2 separate regions of the Eptesicus fuscus genome follow, and region 2 is linked to region 1. A link is a contact called in public Hi-C data. All regions are on one chromosome and are shown on one strand. Each heading gives the region's core, a stretch centred on a gene start, on an enhancer-like site or on the middle of the called end of the contact. The rest is flanking DNA. Distances are from core to core; before and after follow the strand shown.

The links. A called contact is a pair of places that touch in the nucleus more often than the background predicts.
Region 2: a contact with region 1 is called in a Hi-C map of liver, with 6 times the contacts expected there. The contact joins the promoter of ANKRD46 here to the promoter of FBXO43 in region 1. A contact is called at or near these places in 2 of 2 Hi-C or Micro-C datasets (liver and muscle).

Annotation. Positions count from the first base shown.
Region 1 is chr19:12,605,357-12,610,068 of DD_ASM_mEF_20220401, forward strand. FBXO43 (F-box protein 43) reads right to left here and starts at 2,356. Exons shown (of 5, transcript XM_054708501.1): 1 at 2,318-2,356; 2 at 1-342. The coding sequence starts at 327.
Region 2 is chr19:12,873,140-12,877,905 of DD_ASM_mEF_20220401, forward strand. ANKRD46 (ankyrin repeat domain 46) reads right to left here and starts at 2,376. Exons shown (of 4, transcript XM_008148502.3): 1 at 2,276-2,376.

The sequences.
Region 1 (4,712 bases), core at 1,106-3,605:
TCTAGGAGTTTCACAAAAGTCTGGGGGTATGGCCGATTTCTTCCTAAAGAAGACAATTCTCTTTTTTTTAGTAGGGGTTTCTAAAGGATTTGTTAAGCTCAGACTTGTTTCAAAAATTTCATAGTTTAATGTTGGGTCTTCGTGCTTCTTTACCCAAAATTCTTTATCTTTATCAAAGCTGCAAGGTTTTAACAACTCACTGTAGTCAGTATCTTGAAATGAAAATGTGGAACAAAAATCTCTGAAGCTGGAGTACTTGACTTTGACGGGAGAGTCCATCTCATTTCCTACTCCAGTTCCAACCTGACCTGAATGCCTTTCTGACATCTTCAGAACCTGTTTCTAAAACGTGAAAACAAATGTTATTCTTCCTTTGAAATGCACAGCCTGACAACTTACACCAAAATATACTATTTGTGATGAGTACAGATAATAACAGAAATTTTATGACAATAAAAAGTTATTTTTTACTTGACTATGCATAGTCTAAGCACCATGCACAGGTATTTTCTTGAACTATACTTGAGGAGAAAAAAAATCTGGCAGTATAATTTTACATGATTTTATTACCTTATGATTTTAACAGCACTAAAGTATAACAGCACTAAAATACCACTATTTGTGGTAAATCTACTCTTTATAATGTTCTTGAAATTCCAAATAAAAATTTCAATTACTTAAAGAAATGTGACTCAGTAATTATATATTTATAAGGAATGACACTAGCAAATACTTTACTCCTTAATTTTTCCAACAGTATCATCACATTCCTTCTTTTTAGAAACTCAAATTAAATCTTAACTCAAAGGAAGAAAGATATCAAAAGATACTAAGATAACTGTTAATCTTTCAAAGTTTTCTCCAGACCAAATATAATTTTTCTCTATTAAAAAATCCTGAGAAGATATATTTTGACTATAATGGGAAAGTAATTTATTTATGCCTAAGTTATATCAGTTAAATATTTGAATGCATGAGGTGGTGCTGTGTTTTTTTTTTTTTAATTGCTATTCTAACCACAAAATCAAATGGTTCCTTTATAATGATCATTACATCATTATTACTTGGCAAAGTATCTTAGTCTTTTTCAGCCTATATTCTTTTCTGGCAAATTTCACATGTTTCTTTATGATCTCGATCCCCTTAGATTCTGAGAATCACTGCTATCTTTTGCACATGCTTACCAGCCAAGACTATCAACTTTTGCTTTCTAGAATTTTTATATTTTAAAACAAATTGTTTTCAATGTATTAATAAAATAGAATATGTTTTAACATTTCACCCCCAACCACGAATGTTTCCCTCTCTCTAAGAATCATTCTAGTAACAGTTTCGTTCATGTCATTTGACAAAATTAAGTCAAGGAATCCTTTCAAAAAGTTAAAATAAATGCAACTATTCTACTACTTCACCACTAGGTGTCTCACCGTGCTAGACTTTGGGAAACTGAGAGGCGAATTGTTAGAAATGAAGTGGTGGTGGAGGGGACGCTGGCTAGAAGGGATAAGTGGGTGTGGGAGAAGGGGGACATATGTACTACTTTTAACAATAAAGATTTATAAAAATAATTAGTCCATAAAAAAACCCTATAGGCTACTTGTTATAAACATACAAAAAAAAAAAAAACACACAAACAAACAAACCCAAAAACTTCCTAATTTTTTCCTGTTCACACACATTTGAAGTTGCCTCTGCCCTAACTGGTTTGGCTCATGGATAGCATTTGCCTGTGGACTCAAGGGTCCCAGGTTCGATTCCGGTCAAGAGCATGTACCTTGGCTGCGGGCGCATCCCCAGTAGGGGGTGTGCAGGAGGCGGCTGATCGATGTCTCTCTCTCATCGATGTTTCTAACTCTCTATCCCTTTCCCTTCCTCTCTGTAAAAAATCAATTATATATATATATATATATATATATATATATATATATATATATATTTTAAATGTTTCTTCAAACGTGCTATCTTTGTTGTCAACATGGCCATCTTTCTACTATCCTGACATTGGTCTGAAAGAAAACTTGGTTCTTCAAAACTAACTTTTAAATTATTTAAAATTATTCACGCCAGGCCCTGCTGGTCTGGCTCAGAGGGCAGAGCCTTGGCCTGCGAACCAAAGGGTCCGGGTTCCATTCCCGTCAGGGCACATGCCGGGGTTGGGCTGATCCCCAGGAGGGGCCGTGCAGGAGGCAGCCCATCAATGACTCTCTCGTCACTGATGTTTCCCTCTCTCTCTCCCTCTCCTTTCCTCTCTGAAATCAATAAAACTATATTTAAAAAATAAAAGTCATGCCAAATCACGGAATTCCCATTGACTTACTTAATTTTACTGACTCAACAGTTCACTGATGAATCAAACAAGCCTCCTTAATGTTCAGTTTTTAACACCAGGCTCCTGATAAAGGGTTGAGAATGATTCTCTCTATTGTGCTCTTAGAAAGAAGAAGGAAAAAAAAGCATTTGTCAAATAGGATAATGAAATACGTATTTAACTATATCAAAACCAAACCTCCTTCATCTGATCAAGTGGGACATCTTACCACCAGTAAATCTTGAGCTCTTAGATGCCAAAGTTACGTAGGTTTCCAAACAAGAAAATCTCTCCCTTTGCCTTTAAAATTCATGTCAAAGGAATATCGCTTAAAGAGAAGAGTTTAGCGTGAGTAACCAATTGAAACGTGCAGGAGTACGGAAAGGACACGGGGCAGGGACTCTAACACTTGGAAAGGCCGAAATCACATTAAATTCCCTTCAGCTTTTCCAGACAACAGGCATTTCAATACCCTGGTTTTCTCCAGCTAGTGTGAGAACTGAGGAAAAGCCCCAAATTCGGGTTTCTGGGGCTCCCGTGGAAGCGGGGCGCCGACCGGCCTCCCCGAGGTGCCCTGGGCGCGCGCGGCCGGGTAACGGTCTCTCCGCCGCTTCCCCCCGACCTCCCCCCGCGGGGCGGCTCCGGCCGGGAGAGCCGCCGGCAGGCCGGGGTCGAGCGGTGTCACCTGGAGCCCAGCGAGTGAAGGGACGGTTTCGAGGCGCTCTCTGCTCCCAGCACCTGGAAAACAAAGTGGGGCGCGGGGCTGAGGGACGCCCAGAGGCCCTCTGGGCCCCACACACCTGGGCCCCCACTCTCACCCACTGGAGACCAAGGGGCCGCCGCACCCACGGGGCCGGGCGCTGAGCCGAAGGGCGGGAGGGGAGAGAAGCGGCTCTGCCTGGTGAGCCGGGGAGGAGCCGCGGCCTCGCCCCCCGGGAGATCCGCTATGGCAACGCCCACGCCAGGTTCGCGTGGGGCCGCTGAGTTTCCCTCCTCCGGTTTGAACCGCCCGCCCCGAGTGACCGTTACACCCCCACGGCCGCCCCGCCCCCTCTTACGCCCCGCCCCTCCGGCCCCGCCCCAGTCTTTGCTCCGCCCCGCAGGCCCGGCCCCAGTCTTTGCTCCGCCCCGCCCCTTCCTCCGCCCCGCCCCCACAGGGATCCCTGCGCCCCGCAGGCCCCGCCCCAGTCTTTGTTCCGCCCCGCCCCTTCCTCCGCCCCGCCCCTCCCGCGCCCCTCAGGCCCCGCCCCCACAGGGCTCCCTGCGCCCCGCAGGCCCCGCCCCAATCTTTGCTCCGCCCCGCGCTCCATCTGCCCCGCCCCAGCCTTCGCCCAGAGGATCTCGTCCTCTCCTGCCTACCCTTCCATCCCCACCCAAAGCATCACAAGAGGTTCCCAATCTGATGGGCTCTTCCTCTCCTCATTCTCACGTTGGGGAGCTTTATATAGAGAGGGTACTATAGTGGATGCCATTAAAAACATTGTAAGGGAATACTTACTTGGAAATGTTTCCAGAGATAAGTCTGAAAAGCAGGTGACACACAGAATGGCCTCATTTAGGTGAGAAGTACAGATATGTGCAGTCTATGGTCTAAAAGGTCTAACTTGGTTACAGTATGTGTTTCTAGACAGGATTGTGCTTGGTTTTTAGGCATCTAAAAGGGGATGTTTTATCTTATTTCCTGGGCACCTATTATAAACCAGGCTTCATCCATCTCCCTAGTCTCCTTTTTCTGGCTTCTTTTTCTCTGCCTACTCCCTAAAATGGGTGTCCTACCTCAGCCTTTTCCTTACTTGCACCATTCTGTGCCAACATAGTTCTCCTTCAAGGCTTCAGTCATTACTTTTAAGCCAGTCGCAGCTGCCACCACTCTACTCTGACTGGACATTTCTCCATCCGTTGCCCCTTAGTCATCCAAAATGACATAAAATCAAGTTCACTAACAATTATTAAGCTCCAACGATGTGCCAATTACTGGTCTGGGTGCTGGAAATCCAAAGATGAGTAAGGCACAGTTGCTGTCCCTAAGGGGCTCACTGGTATAAGTGCTATAATAGAGAAACAGTGGTGGCACAAAGTAAGAGGGGTGGGGGGCAGAGGTGGATTTTGAAGGACAAGTGACAATTTAAAAGGCATGTAAGCCCTGGCCGGTGTGGCTCAGTTGGTTGGAGCATTGTCCTGTGCACCAGAACATCGTAGGTTCAGTTCCCATCAGGGCACATACCTAAGTTGCGGGTCTTGTCCACAGTTGGGTTCCACTGGAGGCAACTGATGTGTCTCTCACATTGATGTCTCTCTCTCTCTCTCTCTCTCTCTCTCTCTCTCTCTCTCTCTCTCTCTCTCTCATCTCTCTATCCCCCTTCCTCCTCCCTTCCACACTCTCTCAAAATCAATGCAAAAATAT
Region 2 (4,766 bases), core at 1,126-3,625, 270 kb after region 1:
GCCCAAGGCACGGGCAAGCCTCGGATGGCGGCTGCCGAGCCACCCAGGGCCGCTTGAGGCTCAGGTAAGCAGGGCCGGCTGAGGCTTGCACTGCCGGCAGTGGCAGCAGCAGAGGTGTGATGGGGGCGTCACCTTCCCCTGATGACCAGGTCGCCTCCCGCCCCTGAGGGCTCCTGGACTGTGAGAGGTGGCAGGCCGGGCTGAGGGACCTCCCCCTCTAGTGCATGAATTGTCAGGCACTGGGCCTCTAGTAATTATGTAATAAAGACATCAAATTAAGCAATGGGAGGTCAATCTGCAGTCTTTCATGCACATAAAATGCTTCTGTAAAATCTTATTTTATTTTTTTAAAGGAAATACGTATTTTCCGTACAGCAACACTTTATTTATATGGCCTAATGGTGCCACCTTGTGGTCTACCTGGGCTTCAAGTGCAACTTGAGCATCTAGTAAAGGTATAGAGCAAGAAGAATGCCACTGAAGTTTCTCTAATTTCAGTTACTTATCATAATCCTCACTAATTCTGAATCTGTGAAAATTTAGAGTTGGGATGAAGTTAAATTTTCCTTTTAAAAAGTTTACCAAACAAATTAGTATCATAAATATGATTCCAGGCCGATTCCGAAATCTAAACCTCATTGACCCCACTTCAGCAGATTTCATTTACACAGAATTAAAGTGCTACAAAAATGGCATTCTTGCTTATTCATTTATTTGGTGTTATTTAAAAATATAGGAATTACAATGTTTGCAAAGAATTCCTTGCAAAGAATTCCTTATTTTCTAAATGGTCCACAAAATTTAAACCATGTTTCACCTACAATAGTTTGAAGGCACACAGGATTGTGCTCGTAGGCGAAACTTAAATATTTCCATGAAAATTCAGAGGTGGAATGGTCATCGAGGATCTTCTAACCCGATCCCCTTATTTTGCAGATAAGGATACCAAGAACCAGAAAGGCTGTAATTTTTTTTTTTTTAATCCTCACTGGAGGATATGTTTATTGATCTTTAGAGAGAGAGAGGAAGGGGAGTGGGGGAGGGACATGATGTGAGAGAGACATTGATTGGTTGCCTCCGGCACACGACCCCAACCCGGCTGGGGATTGAACCTACCTGCAACCCAGGTATGTGCCCCTGGGCGGGGGGGGGCGGGAATCAAACCCGACTGAGACCCTTCAGCACATGGGCCAGTGCTCTCATCACTGAGCCACACCAGCCAGGGTGCAGAGAGACGTTTCAATGAAAGAGGCAGTGCCACTTGGCGATAGGAAAAGCTGACTGATATTAGGACTAAAAATGCCACCAAAGTTAAAAAAAAAAAATGCCTAGATGACCTGTCCTAACAATGTCACGCTCAGGACTTAAAAAAAAAAAAAAAAAATCATGTAAGTTCCAGGTATACAACATGATTAATTTAACATCTGTATACTCTAAAAGCAATCACCCCTGGCCCTAGCTGGTGTGGCTCAGTGGCTGAGCGTGGACCTGTGAACCAGGAGGTCACAGTTCCATTCCGGTCAAGGGCACATGCCCAGGTGGAGGGCTCGATCCCCAGTGTGGGGCGTGCAGGAGGCAGCCGACCCATGATTCTCTCTCATCATTGATGTTTCTCTCTCTCTCCTCCTCCCTTGCTCTCTGAAATCCATATACATATACACACATACTATGTGCATATGTGTATATGTACCAGTATGTATATGTATGTATGCATGTGTGTGTGTGTGTGTGTGTGTGTGTTGTGTGTGTTGGAAAATCTGGGGAGTGAGCAACCTGCCTCTCAGCATCGCATGTTGATTACGGGGCAAACGCTGTGTTTTTAACCGGGGCACCGGGGCGAGGGGCCATTCCGGGCATCCACCCACCTACATCCCAGCGGCTACAGCGCTCGCGCGGCCCAGGCCCCGGACGGAGGCTGGCGCGGCTGCGGCTCGGCCCGGCCCTCGGGGTCCCCGCGCCCCCGCGGCCGGCGAACGCAGGCGGACTCCCTCCCGGAGCGCCACGGCCTCACCGCAAACGCAAACAGGACGCCACGGCCCCCGCAGGCCTTCCCCGGCCCCGACAGCCGCACGGCCGCCCCGGCCCCCGCACCGCCGGCCCGCGAGGACCGGTCCGATGCCCTGCGGCCGCCGCGTAGGTGCGGGAAGCCCGGGCGGCCTCGCCCCGCAGGCCCCGCGGCCAGGCCCTGGGCCGCCTCTCTCCGGCGCTTCGGGGCTGGCAGGGCAGGTGTCCGTGGCTTCCGCCCTGGGCGGTCCAGGGCCCCCTCCCGAGGTACCTGGGAATCGGCGAGCAGATGTGACAGCGGCGGCACCTTCCCGGCGGCGGCGAGGAGGACGGCGGGCGGAGGTGCGAGGCGGCCACCGAGACAAGCGGAGCCCGTCGGGGCCAGAGCGGCCTCACGCTGCGGCGGCCGCGCGCCCCCTGGCGGCGGACGGCGCGCACGGCGGCTCGGACGGCTCTCCATCAGAAACTCCTTCGGTCTCCTCTGAATTAAGCAAAGTACCCCCGAACTGCGGCTTGGGAGAAGGGGAAAGCGACCTAAAAAACGTGTCCTCCCATCTGAGCCCGGGAGCATTTTGCAGCTTTCACGTGCTTCCCTAAATATACATCCTACCCTCTCAGCTCAATGAAGGCCTCCAAGGCAAGGACAGTTGTATGAAGATCCATAGGCATCAATGAACAATTGCTGCCCGCTAGGTAAGTCGGCCCTATAACCCAAATAGATATATTAGTGTTAGCAACTAATGACGGAGTGCTCTACCTCTAAAATAGGACCTTGAATTTTTATTTTTTTCAAAAACGGTTTAAATATTTACATCCCATTTTTTAGGACTTCCAGACTAAATGCAACATACATGTGTACGGCCAAAACTAAAAATGGGGAGACTGGGGGGTGGGAGTTCATTAACTGAAAACAAGTCCTACCGCCAAGAAGACTTCCCTCTGCACAGTGGTCATCCCTCCCCTGAATTCTGGCGTCCTTGCCCACCCAGGCCACCCTCATGCCCACCCAGGCCACCCTCATGCCTACCCATTCAAGGACTGTTATTCAGTCTAACAGTTTGTTCTTGAAAATGTCATGTAACTCTTTTTAAAAAATATATATATTTTATTGATTTTTTCACAGAGAGAAAGGGAGAGGGATAGAGAGTTAGAAACATCGATGAGAGAGAAACATCGACCAGCTGCCTCCTGCACACCCCCCACCGGGGATGTGCCTGCAACCAAGGTACATGCCCTTGACCGGAATCGAACCTGGGACCTTTCAGTCCGCAGACCGACGCTCTATCCACTGAGCCAAACCGGTTTCGGCGTCATATAACTCTTTAGGATTATTGTCCAATTTGAGAAAACCTCTATCAAATTTCTTTCGTGTAAGAATTATAAGATTTCAGGGCATTCCACATTTTCTTGTGCAGTGAGTGACTAATCACAAATATTGTTCTTCTAATTGATGACACTTATAAATCAATTTGTCATGGGCATCTTTGTGATTGTGTGTTACGTCTATAATATTTTCATTGATGCCTGTTAATTATGTCAAATCAGCCAAGAATTTCAGCCTTTTTCCCAAAGTGTTCAAACAATTCACTCTTCTTCATTAATTGGTCTATTAAACAATCTTGAGTCTATTCACTACTTCTGTTTAAATGTACCTCTCCTCTCCTTCTTCATGAAGTACTGTTTTTGTTTGATCTGAAAAATGTAGGGACTATGCAGGCAGCTTTTTTTCCTTGATGAGACTAAGGGAATGAATTGCATGCTACACATAGGTTGTGACGCCTTCATATCACCACACCTGGGGACTTTAGCACGGCGGGATGGGCGTGAGGACTATTTAAGGAAGCCACTCCCACACCCCAGCAATAAGTTAGCACCTGGTGGAAGCGACCACGAACCACAGAATCTTATCCCACTAACCGCAAACCAAAGTACCCCAACTGCATGTATGCTCAGCCAGAGATCCAGGATGTTGGCAGCTACTCCACGCTACTCAACCGAAGGCGAGGAGAGTCTTTGAGCAGTCTGAGCGAAGAGACAGCCACCTTCATCAACTGCAGTAGAAAACATTTTAATTTTGCAATTTCATTGGACCCTGTGAACAAACTCCCAGGGCCCCTGTCAGGCTCTTGGAAGAGGGTTGCATAAGGGAGGCTGTCCTAGTTCCCTCGTGTCCCTGTAACAAACGACCACAAACTTAAAGACTGAAAACAACACCAATTGATCCTCTGACAGTTCAGGAGGTCAGAAGTCCAAAGGAGTCTCACCGGGATAAAACCGAAGTGAAGGCGGCGCGGCGCTCCTTCCGGAAGCTCCGGGGGCATCCGTGTCCTTGCCTTCTCCGGCTCCCGGAGGCTGCGCACACTCCCGGGCACAGGGCGCCTTCCTCCGTCTTCCAAGCCAGCAGCGTAGCCCTTTCTCTCTGACCTCTGCTTCTGGCCTTGCATCTTCCCTTAGTTTGACCCTCCTGCTTCCTTGTAAGTACCCCTGGGTTATGTCGGACACACCTGGATAATCCAGAATACTATTTCCATCTCAAGGCCTTTAACTTAATCACATCGGCAAAGTCCTTTTTATCGTGCAAGATAACACAGTCCCTGGCTCTGGGGGATTAGGACATGGACATCTTGGAGGGGATGTCATTCAGCCCATCACAAGGACCCTGGAGCTTCAACTCCATTCCCTTCAGGTAAATCTGCCTCTTCTTCCTCATCACCAAAATCTAGTTGGTGCTGAGTTCTGATTGCGAGAGTCCCAGTGGGAAG